Linked DNA regions of Mus musculus: region 1 is linked to region 2. A link is a contact called in public Hi-C data. All regions are on one chromosome and are shown on one strand. Each heading gives the region's core, a stretch centred on a gene start, on an enhancer-like site or on the middle of the called end of the contact. The rest is flanking DNA. Distances are from core to core; before and after follow the strand shown.

What was found. Hi-C and Micro-C count contacts between places; a contact is called where the count stands out from the background.
Region 1: a contact with region 2 is called in a Hi-C map of the G1E-ER4 cell line, with 2.0 times the contacts expected there. The contact joins two enhancer-like sites. A contact is called at or near these places in 2 of 15 datasets of contacts at CTCF or cohesin (large pre-B cells and pro-B cells), 7 of 484 Hi-C or Micro-C datasets (CD8 T cells, the G1E-ER4 cell line, the HPC-7 cell line and 3 more), 4 of 115 datasets of contacts at active chromatin or transcription factors (double positive thymocytes, embryonic basal ganglia, embryonic stem cells and 1 more) and 3 of 9 other capture datasets (adipose tissue, embryonic stem cells and liver).

What each region holds. Positions count from the first base shown.
Region 1 is chr7:132,466,813-132,472,941 of GRCm38.p6, reverse strand. No RefSeq gene overlaps it. Among named protein-coding and RNA genes, the nearest start is that of Gm35147, 4.1 kb to the right of the region's middle. Within about 2 kb of position 1,816, at least 3 of the 459 cell types and tissues checked have an H3K27ac peak or open chromatin away from gene starts, as enhancers often do. A contact at or near this core is called in the G1E-ER4 cell line, where this site is marked.
Region 2 is chr7:132,275,444-132,281,565 of GRCm38.p6, reverse strand. All of the region lies in intron 1 of Chst15 (carbohydrate sulfotransferase 15), which reads left to right. Among named protein-coding and RNA genes, the nearest start is that of Gm10584, 37 kb to the left of the region's middle. Within about 2 kb of position 2,780, at least 5 of the 459 cell types and tissues checked have an H3K27ac peak or open chromatin away from gene starts, as enhancers often do. A contact at or near this core is called in the G1E-ER4 cell line, where this site is marked.

The sequences.
Region 1 (6,129 bases), core at 567-3,066, 190 kb before region 2:
CAACAAGACACTCTATTTAGAGTCAGTAATGCAGCATTGAGAGCCATTCTGGGGATCTGAGCCTCACAGTTGTTCACAGCTATAGGGCTACCTCTGGACTGTTGAGGAGGCTGACTGAAGCTAGCTCTGTAAGCAGCTGCTGGCAGGTCTTCCACAAGCATAAGGAGGAGCCGTTACTCAATGTTGGTCTGGGTCTCTGGGTGCCTTCAGTGTGCATATAGTCCTGCTTAGCCAGCAGGATGCAGGATGCGGGGACTCCTCATCCCAAGATGTCCATGCCACTGAAATGTGCTTCAGGGAGAGTGGGAGATTTATGGCCAAAGTCATTTTAAATGGAATTAGGTGTCTAAATCAAATTTGCTGCTGTTTCTCCCTCTCCCTCTCTCTCTCTCTCTCTCTACACACATACACACACACACACACACACACACACACACACACACACTACCTCTAGAATACCCTGTTTGCATGTATATACACAAAACACCGGCCCTAGAGAGAACACTGACCTTGAGGCACAAAGGTATTTCAGCTTCTCATTACTAGTCACTTGGTATTAGTAGGTACCACATGGTGACATGGGCTGTGTTTCTGTCTGTCCTGAAGAAATGATCCTCCCAAGAGCATGGAAGAAGCTTATGGATATAGAAAAAGTGCTCTGCTAAGGTCACATGCCAGAGACAGGGCCAGTCTGCTCCAATCTAAACCCCATTCTTCTATCTAGTGGTACCAGGAGTCACCCTTAGAAGCCTGCTGGATTTTTACGTTTCTACATTCCAACCTGGCTCTTGTGTGAGAAAAGGAGTACGTTTTTGGCACCAAGTTCACCCTAAGCTTGCTATAGCACCGTGGGAGGAAGGCTGTCAGGTAAAGTAGAAGCTAACGATCGAGGTTTGCATTTTGGGCTGACTACACTGCAGTTGTTCTACACGTACCCCCAAGCGTTTGACACCGAATCTGTGTAGCTCATACCCGTGTGCTCGGTGTTCAGGTATATGTGGGTACCCTGAGCTCCTTCTCAGTGGCTTTGGCACCCTGAGTGAGGTAGGGTACACTTCTCTTGCTGCTTGCGCCTCTTAGCTCTGGACCTTCTTAGATGCTAGGACAGGAGGTACCATTTTCCAGGCCAACCCACCTCTGATTTCTGCCCTCGAGGGAGGCTCCCAGACTGACCCATGAGGAGGTCCCAGCTTGGCCTGTCTCCTTTTATTTTTATTTTTAAAAAAAATCTCCATCAGTAACTTGATTGGAGGAAACAAGACCAGGCAAGGTCTGTCTGGGGGGAGTCATTTCACCTTTGAATTCCTCAATTTCCTTGTCTGAAAAAAGAAGCTGTCCAGCTTCCCCCAACTCCCCTGGAAAGTGCTGGATACAAGAAAATGCTTGACTCATGGCAAGCACCCAGCCACCAGAGGGCACTATGAAAAACAAATCCCACAGGACCAACTAGAAGACCTCCCAGAGGACTTGGGAGAGAGTGGGCTCTGCTCGCTCAGTCAGACATCAGAGGATGGGGTTCTCAGGGACCGTTATCCATTCTGGAGGGAGGATAACGTTTATCTGCATCCTAGGTTCTGTCTGGAGGAGGAACCACCACTTCTAGAAAGAAATCTCTAAGATGTAGAAGGTCACTCAGCCCCTCCCCACTGTGGCCCAGTGGGTCCTTGCCTTGTCTTCAGTGGTACCTCTTTGCACCCATAGTTATTATGTGTGGCTTATTGCAGACACTAAGGCAAAGTGTTCCTGGAGAGGACAGGGTGGAGGACTGCCTCCTAAGTGACTCCGCCCCTCCCGTCCCCCATCCCCCATTGCTGTAGAGCAACCCTACTCCCCCAAAGAATTTTGGGATACTGAACTAGATAGGAATTAAAGTTTCTTTAAGCAGGACCTTTGGCAGGGCAGGCATGACAGGGCAGGCGTGAGACGGGGGCTGGGGCCTGTACTTTAGCAACTGTACCATGCACAAATAACCATATGGCCTCTGACCATAATCAGTTACTCAATTCTCACTACATTCTGCAGTATGAACACCATGCCACCTTAACAGTCAAGAAAGCTGAGGCTCTCGGCGTGCAGGGAGTCAGCCAATTCAGGATCTGAACTTCATCCTGGAAGGACATTTTTAAAGGATGGGATCACAAAATATGTGTGGGGAGGTGGGGTGGGCAGTTGCATTAACCAATCATATTTTGATATAAGGGGTTAAACAAGGAAGTTAAGGCTGGTGACTTCTCCTTATCCGGGTCATCTGTTTTCAGGGTCCTTGAGTCAGCTTTTGCAGTCAGGTCCCCTCCTGGAGTCTGACCTGGAATCTAGAATGATAAAGAACAAGGACTGGGCAAGCTGCACGCACTCAATTAAGTGGGGACAGGCAGCACACTATGACTTGTGTGCCTTGGCTAGATTCCCTCTTTGCATCCCTTACTGGCTAACAAACAAGCATGGACCATCTGAAGAGGCCAGAGAGTTGGGTTCTGCAGCCTGGAAACAGGAGTTTAGTTCTGTTTCTGCCAGCAAGGTGGAACTTGCTCCTGAGATGGCCGAACTCAGGAAACTATCTGGCAACAGACCCAGCCCATCTTGCTCTCTGTGTATGCCCCTGTAGAGCCCACCTCTAAGTCCATGCAGATACGTGTCTTCTGGATCTGCCCCTAAGGCTTCCTCATAGGTCAATGCTGAGCCTAGTCCCAGCTTTCTCTGCATGCTCTCGCCATCCATTCAGTCCTGTCTCCAGTGAAACCTGTAGGTCCAGTGGAGCCTGTAGGCTAAACCAAATCAAGATGATGGTCTCCCCAGAGAGGTGGCAACTGGACAGAGGGACATCGTTGATTATACCTGCTCTTGGCCTAATGTCAGCACTCCACCTCTGCCTACCTAAGCTTCTCTCACACCCCAAATCTGGGGCTTCTGCTCACATAAGCACCTATATCACAACCGTCTTCCTGTCCCCAACCCGTCATCCCTGCGGTTGGACTGAATGCTATCTAGAGGGGGGCAGTTCTAGGTCCCTGGTGACAGGTATGTGTCCATGCGTGGTGGTGACCAGAGGTCAATCTCAGGTACTGTTTCTCGGGTGCTGTCTACTTGTTTTTGAGACAAGGTCTTTCACTGGCCTGAGATGGCTGATTATGTCAGGTTGGATGTGTAAGGGCAAAATAGTCTCCTGGCAATCAGAGGGCCCAGGGATGCTGTAAAAAAAAAATCACACCACACAACATGCAGGAGATTTATGGAGGGTGGGGGAGTGAAAGACCACCTCTGAGTGAGGATAAGAGGGTAAGTGGGGAGGGGACGAAGGGAAGAGGAGAGGCCAGAAGTGTATAGAAAAAAGTATGTGACCCGACTAGCATTGGCTGCTAGTGATGATGGGACTCACTGGTACTGAGTCACTGAAGGCAGAGTTGGGGGTGGGGGAGCACCTAGTTCTGAAAAGTGGGTGGTTCTCGGTTTACCAACGGGCTGGATGCCCCAGGGGTCTGCCTGTCTCTCCTGTCCCTCTGGGTCTTACAGGTATATGCCACGATGGCCAATTTTCTTTAGATTCATTTCAGGGGTTGAACTCAGGTCCTCTTGTTTATATAGCAAGTACTTAACTCACTGAACCATCTCCCCAGCCCATGTTTGTCTCTTAACACACGAGTGATATGGGCTTGTGTAAGATGTTTTATCTGGGTCCAGTCAACTCACACCCTGGGTATCAGAACATCAGAAGCCATGAGATTTATTGAATCAATCCCCAGGTTAATGAAAAGAAGGATGGGCCCTAGGGAGGCCCAGCAGCTGGTGCCATGCAGGAGTTCTCCCAGATCCTAGCAGGGGCTCCTCTTTGACTGGGGCCTCATCCTAGGGAGGATAAGCTGTCAGGCTCTGCTACTGTCTTTTCAAGCATCCCGGGGGCACCCTTCATTTTCACTGTCAGCATCTGACATGCTCTATCTTGAAGCTAAAGTCTACAAGAATGTAACTTCTTTGAAACCAGCCACAGTGGGTAATTTGGGAAAACACATTTCAATTTCAAGATGAATTACAACCATGCGAATATTTGGAGAATCTCATTTTCTCTTTCAACGTGGCTTGAAGGGGAAAGCTGGACTCCACTGGGCTGTTTTCAGTATATTCAGAAATAGCCATGTGACCACGTGCTTATCCCAGAGCCATTTTCTGAACACCTACTATGTGCCAGAGAGAAGGTTGGGGTGGGGTGGGATGAGGGAGAGTGGTTGATATTGGTACACACTCTGCAATCCTAGATTGGTCAAGGAATTCTATAGTCAGCCCAGCTGGACCCTTCCTGTCAATACTGCCTGCAGTGGGACTGGTGGGAGGGAATAATTCAGCAACTATCTTTAAGCACAGCTCATGACCCTCCCTCCAGCTGGGAATCCTCTTGTTCCCCTTATGAAAAAGACTGTTTAAGAATCTGGCTTCACTGGGCTGGAGAGGTGGTTCAGAGGTCAAGAAAGCTTGCTGCTCTTGTAGAGAGCTTGAATTAAATTCTTAGCCCACATTGGCTAACTCACAACCACCTGTAACTCCTGTTTCAGGGGATCCAATGATCTTATTTTGGACTTGGTGGGCAGCGGCACTCAGATGTACCCATACCCGGACACAGACCGGTACATAAGTGTATGCGTACTTATAATTTGAAAGAAAAGAAATCTTAAAAAAAAAAAAGAATCAGGATTCAAGCTGTAGACCCTGCCATATCTTGTTTGATCTAGGGCAAGTTCCTTAATTTCTTTGACCTTCAGTCTAGAAGAGGTTATAGTGACCTCATAAAGAACTGTGTGGCTGGCACACAGCATGTATATATACACATTGTGCCCATGATTACTGTTGTTAAAATTGTTTATACCTCTGCACTGTGGACTGAAGAGTGAGGTTCCCTAGAGTCCCCAGTTCTGATCCTGCTAGGGCCTGTTGTGGAGATTCCATTGGTCCTTTCCCCGTGGGGCCTTTTGCTGTCCCATGATCCCAACAAGGCTATCCAACCAGGCTATTCCTAAAGACTGACATCCAGTAAAGTCTTTCTCACTATGCTCTGGTTTTTCTTCATGGCTGGGGGTAGGAGGAAGCTGTCTCTCTCTTATGTGCATCACTGCTGAATCAGGTACCTTGGAGAAGACTCCGAGAGCCCCAGTATTGGCTTCCATTTCATTTCTTCTTGCTGGTCTGCCCACTGCTAAATGAAACAGGTATTGCTTTCCTAAAGGGCCTCCAACCCTCAGTTCTGATGACCAAAGAGCTGTCCAGGAGTTTGGCACCTGCTGGCAGGTGTCCTCTGAAAACCCTGGTGGGGACTGGAACAGAGCCAGGGCACTGCCAGGCTCCCCACTTGTCTCTTCTTTGACTTTATTTGCAAAGGTCCTCGTGAGACCCCTTTCTTCCCATTTCCCAGAAGAACAGACTGGAGCTGAACATGGAAGTTCAGTTTTCAACTTCATGGAGGGAGTGCAGACCCTCGGATCACAAACCCACACACACTCTTTGTCTGGCTTCTTTTGAGAGCAGGAAGCACGTATGACGGCCTGTGAATTTTGAGGACTGTCCTAGGGTTGCTACTGGTCACTGTTCCATATATTACAAAAGAAGTCCCAGGCCCCTCCTGTTTGCTAAGTCCCCTCATTATCCCACCTCTTCTCAAGATCCCCATAAATAGGGGATCCCCTTTCCTCCCTTCATGTCCAAGTCAGGGGCACACTGTCCATGCCCACTGTGACCTGTTGGGACTCGTGTTTCCTGTCCCGGGGGATGGGGGTGGGGCGCTAACGTTTTGTGTTAAAAAAAAAAAGCACCTAATTCTTTTATTATCAAATTCATGGATAAGTACAGTTTTATTTTGTTTTTAAAAATTTAAACATCATAAAAAGCACATAAAATCACTAACCATAAAAGCACTAGGTTCCTGCATCTCAGCTATCCCAGTTTGCCCCATTTCCCCTCCTCAGCTGCTCAGTTCCCAGTGAGTTTCTGTGTTTCTTTGTGTGCTCACACCTGTAATTCCACACTCCTCTAGAGTGGAGACAGGGGGATCAGATGTTCAAGGGCACCCTTGCTTTATATTGGGAGAAGTGAGCCACTGCTCACCTGTTCCTTCACAGTGGGTTTAAATAAAAAAATGATAAGAAT
Region 2 (6,122 bases), core at 1,531-4,030:
ACTTTAAGATTGACTGTTTGGCTTCTCTGGAGGCTGAGATAGCAAAGCCTGTGCCAGCTTTTAACAGTTGCTGAAAACTAGATGCTGAGCAGCCGCAAAAGACAGAAGGAAGCAATGATGGTAGGTTTTTGTTAAAGAGAAATTAATCTCAGATCCTACGTCTGAAAGTGTTAAAACCAAAAGGGGCAGTCCCCAGGCCATGGCTTCCATATGATCAAGCTAAGGCCCGGAAAGAGGCCACGGCTCCTAAGGGTGACCAGCCAGGGTTTGAGTCTGGTTTGAGAGATGTGGGAAGTTCTGCTCAGACCCTTCCCTGCTCAGTAGATCTCTGCCATGCTGGTAGGGTATTTAGGCTGTCAGGTTTTGAAACAGCCTTTCAAGGAAGTGTCTATTTGGTGCTCAGCCTCGAGAGCATTGCTACAACCTGGCTAACTAACATCATAGACCCGAGCCTGTTTACCTGCGCCTGCAAGAGTGACGAGGGACTTATTGTACAGGGAGTCTCCTGGACCTGCCTGCTCTGCAAGTTCATTTCTATGTTTCTGCGGTTTCAGGTGTGTCAGTGCACCCAGACTGCCTCTTCTTCCTCCTCCTCCAATCAGCACCTGGCACAGGCTTGTTTTGCTTTCCATGGCTCCTTCTCTGTGCAGGACACATGGCACCAGACCAGCCAGCATCCCCTATCAGCTTCGAATGCAAGTGGAAATTGAGATGGCATGAGACTCAGTGCCTCTGCTTCTAAGGGATTTGGAGAAAAAGGCTTGAAAGTGGCCCATGTCATCTCCTCCTCTTTGGTTGAGTCTCCCTCTCCTCCTTATGCAGAGCCCCTGGGAGACAGAAGCTGATCTTTAGGTTGAGTTTTAAAGGAGCCAGGAAATGAAGGAACCACGGGCCTGGATGAGCTGCTGGACCACTTGAGGCTAAGCCAGATGATGGGCTGAAGTCTGTGGAGGTGCAGATGGTGAAGGTGGGGTGCCAGGCTCCTGAATCTCTTACCTTATCTGTCTCTTATGAGCTGCATGTACTTGAGAAGCAAAGAACCATGCTGCACCTCTTCTCTATCGAAGGCAGGCCTGGATGAGCAGGTGCCTATAGGCTTGTCCTGCCTGGTTGATAATTCTAGAGAGCATGGGTTCACCTGGGCTTCGACTATACCCACTGTCAGCTTCAAGATATGCTAGAGGTTTCCCACCATGAATTGGATCTTTAGAAGTTCCTAGGGTCCCCTGTGGGTTTCTCTCTGTCACAACTTTCTTCCTAGCTTCCTTCAGACACTTAGGGATAAGCATGCCACCTGTCTCTTTCTGGAATTCCTGTCCTCACATTGGATGGAGGTAGGGAAAGTTGGACATCCAGACATAGGTTTATAGGTGAGTAGAAATCAGGTAGCATTGGGGCGAGGGCATGAGGCGCTTTCTAATGATGCAAAGACTGGGTTTTACTTATGGAAACTTGCTGTGGGCCATGTGGAGGTTATTCGTTTTCTGTCTCTTCAAATTCATGCTGGAGGGCACCATTGATTTTACTCCCACACTACTCGTGGAAATCTAAGTCTCGGGATGGCTCAGTTTATTGTGTGAGTTCATAGCGTTGGTAACATTTGAGCTGAGTTAAAAGGTGAGTCTGCCTACTTTGAGGACCAGCTTAATGCTTTGACTTCATGGAAACCCTTTTTCCTGTGTTCCACCTCTCTACTAAATTGAAGCTCTGGGTATCACTCTGGGGTACGAGAGAGAGGAGAGCTGTTTGCTATGGAGATTGGATCTTTGTGAGAATGCTGGTTTCCCACAGATACGGGCCATGAAAGGATAGCTTTTTCTATGGACTCTGTCTATGCTGTGATGCATATAAAAAGTCATTGTTACTAACAAAAACAATATTGATGATGAAATTATTATACAGCCAAGTATATAATTTATAAAACCTCCCGTGGTATGCAAGATATGGCGGTGCATGCTGTTGGTCCCAGGATGCCACACAGAGATCTCTGTAAATTCAAGGCCAGCCTGGCCTACATAGGGAGTTACAGGGCAACCAGGACCATATTGTGAGACCCTGTTGTATCCCTCCCATATCCATCCTTAAATAACTCAAAAATAGCTTCAGGAAGTCCCTGAAACTGAGCAGATCCAGTAGGCCCCTCCCTGCCAAAATAAAAGCAATTAAAGCTGAGAGTTGCCTCAGATGGAAGGGGATTGAACTCCAAGAATATTCTCAGACACGACAAGCTGAGAAGAAGACTCAGACCAGACCAGATGCTCGAAAGAAGCAGAAACCAGCCTAGCTGCCTGCACAACATTTAGATCAACTGAGGCACCTGGAAAGGACACTCTCCTGCCTGTTGAGCAGCCTGTCGACTGTACAGTATGTTCCAGGCTTCCCAGCTTTTGTTATCTGTCACCTATGCTGAGGTCGGCCTTGGTGATGCAGCTATCTTTGAGTCATTTCTGCTTCTGTAAGTAATGCCTCACCCATATTCTTATAAGCAACCCCAGTAAAACCCATTGGTCCACCAAGTTGAACTTTAGCCGTGTCTGTGCTTTGGTCTGTTGTGGGCTCATTATCTGGGGTGAGTAGATGTTCATCTCCCCAGGAAAAGTCTTGTCACACAGCAGACCCTATCTCAAAAGAACAAAATAAAACTCCCGTGGTACATATGACACATACTTGGTGCCAGACAGGAAGCGCCTGCTGACCCTGGTAAGGGGATACTTGCAGAGGAAGCACTGATAAGAGACTCCAGGCATCAGGAAAGATGAAATTTGGCAAGGAACCTATCAGGGTCAGATTACAGCACAAGCTTGCTAGGGGAAGAGGACACAGAGAGAAATGACAATAACCACACAGAGGCTAGAGGGAAGGCCTGTCTATCCCATTGGGGGATGGGGGTCAGTTGTCTAGATAACTGGAACAAAACAGCCATGGCTATCATAAACACAAATTTGCTTGAAGACAGTGTGGTGTGTTAGGGTGGCTGTGGCCTAACCTCAGAAGAACTCCCTTCTGGCTTCCATCATTGCTACAGCAGGGAATTCTCTGCTTCTGGTGCTAAGGAAGAGAGGCTTTCAGAATGAGGGACGGACTCCGTAAGTGACTGCATCTCTGGTGAGTTGCCTTGGCCTGTGTTGGCCCCTCATAAGCTTTGCATGCACTCTGTGAAGCTCGTTACACAGTTGTTAAAGCTGATATTTGTAGCTCCGATGGCTTCGCTACCTGTAGCAGAGGATACTTAGCAGAGGATACTGGCTAGCTTGTACTGTGTGGTGAATGACAAGAACAACATCTCTGGAGGGATGACTGGGTCAGCTGGGTTACAGCTCCTCAATGTTGGCCTCAGCCTTCCTTCACGTGTCTGTCATCCTTCTATCAACCCAGCCATGTTCTTCTAGTGATGACAGCAAAGATGGCTTGGGTTGAGTAGACACGCCCTGTCCCTTTTCACTGGGGCTTGAGACCAACAGGTGGTCTCTTCTACCTCATCCTGTTGGCCAAAGCAGGTCACCTGACTCAAACTGGAGGATGAAGAAATAGTCTTCTCCTTTATTATAAAGTGCAAAGTGATTCCCATGACAAGAGTGAGACTATAGGGAGGAATAATGAATAAAACCCAGTAATGCAATCTATCCTAAATGGTATTTATGAATAATAATTAGCATTCGTAATACTGTATGCCAGCATTATGTGTATGAAATATTAACTAACATTTATTAAGTGTTTACAATAGATTACCCTGATAAGTAAGCTATATGTGTTAGCTCACTTGATACCAATTGCACTGGTAGGCTATAGTTCCTTTGATTATTCTCACTTCTTATTCAAGGAAACAGAGAGGAGATAGGTTTAATGTCCTGTCAAGGTCAAATCCAAGCAATTTGGCCACAACATTCAGGCTCTTAACTCCCAAGCTGTGGGTGATCTATGCTTGCCTGTGTACCATTTGAGAACACAAAGACCCAGATAAGTCACTTGTCTGAAGTCCCTTGGAATCCTGACCTGCCCCTGATCGCTATGTGCTTTCTACAAGCTAGAGAACACTGAATGTCTAAGTGAGGAGCGACTCAGTTCTGCTAATTGATTGGAAAGCCTCAAGTATAAGATTGACACTGGAACCTGGGAGATGGCTTAATTGGCCAAGCTCTTACAAAATAAGGCCCTGTGCCCACACTCCTAGCATCTATGTGGCGGATCCCTGGGGCTTGTGGGCCAGCCAGTTTAGCTAAATTGGTGAGCTCCAGGTATCACTGAGAGATGTTGTCTCAAAAAATAATGAGGAGGCCTATTGATGATGACATTTGATGCGAGCCTCTTGCTTCTACGTGAGTGTACATGCGCATCTGTACACACACACACACACACACAGAGGCAGACTGATATCGCTTATTGCTTGTACAGAACTCTTGTTAGCTTTCTTCTTGGTCTTGGCAGTTTCTTTATGATACCTTGGAGCTGAGTCAAAAAATGCCTTCCTCTACTTACTGATTAATACTTCTTGACAAAAAGAGTATGTTCATATACATAGCCCAAGGAAAGATGTTAGCATTCAGACATACTAACTGAAGAAGGCTTTGTGTTTTTAGTAAAGGTTAATTAAGACCCATCAAAAATTTTCCCCTTAAAACATAAAAGTGAAATCGTGTAATTAGCTATTTTCCCCTTTCCCCCCCGGAGGGCATACATGAATGTTTCAGCTAAATGAAGCTATTTATTGAAGTCCATCCAGATTTTCTTTGAAGTTTCATACATCTTTCTTCTACTCTATCGGCTTCTAGCTACAATAATTTAATAAGTTTTTCCTAGGGTGAAATTGGATGCCCTTTATCGATCTTTCACTGAGGGGCATTCAATTACTTAATCTAAAGTGGTATTTCTGGGTCTCTCCATTACAATTTTGTTATAAATGGTTTGCTAATGATGCCTGGTGTACATAGGTTAATAGGGGGCATCCAAGCAAAGGCTGGGTAATTGAATGCTTTCTATTTGGGGACCAGTTATCTGATCTCTCGCAGTGGCACTGGGTTCCCACAGTTTTGGTCTGCATCCACGGGGTACAGCTTGGAGCCTTGGCTGGGAGGCGGCAGGGCTGTAATGTATCCCTGAGTGCCTTGGTTGACTACATGAATGAGCACCAGAGGTTCTGTCTAACCTGAGCCGACTGGCACCAAGCGCTGGCATTCCAGCCAGGTGAAGTACAGGTGGGATGCATTACCTGCTTCTGAGGGGAGAACACCTGAGTGTTAAGTTTCTGAGTGGCTGTCCCTGGGATCATCTGTACTGTGTGGGAAAAGCCAGTTACGGGGCATGATAGCGATCCATTCTCCTTCTAGTACAGCCACATGAATTGGATTTTTTTTTTTCATTAGCTGTGTTATTTAATAGCTACACAGATTAGTCAGAGCCCTGGGAAAGAATATGTAGCATGCCTCGTTTTATGCACTTGGGCCAATATCACCCTTGACACCAGCTTTCAAGGCTGTATAGAATCTAATCTCTGCCTTAGCCTCGAGTGGTCGATACCGTCTCCAAACCAGCACAAGTCCCCAATGATCTGCCCACAGGTGGTTCTCAGCTGCTTTGATTTCCCACAGAGCCTCCCCCTCCCTTGGTTTCTTCATTTCCATGAAACTTTGTTTCTGTCATGTCCCCCAAACTCTGCTCAATAACAACTGTGAAGTCACACTCTGCTCACTGTGCCTGTAAGACAGGCTCCACCTGGAGAATAGGTCCCCAGGGCCACCTTCGTCTATGTCTGGATCTGGTTTTGCTTACCCTATCTCAGGAGGATAGGTTCTACTAGCATCTAGCCTTGGAGGCCAGGGACAGTGCTGACCTTGCATGTCCTACAGTGCAGAGACAGCCTGTGCTGTGAGGAATTATCCAGCCAGGCCTTGTACTGTGGCACTGAGTGAACAGTGGTGTCTAATGGTTTCACTGTTTGGGACATTTGTCACCTGAGGTTATCTTGTGTACTTGTGACAGATTGTTACTCCTGCAGTGCTCCTGGCCAAGGTGGAATAAAAGCCAGCTCAGGTGGAAGAGTCCTCTGTCATGGGCCTCTCTGCTCCTTTCTTGTCTGTTCTAGGGATTGGCTTGTCCAGGGGCACTGAAGATTAACAGCCTGCACT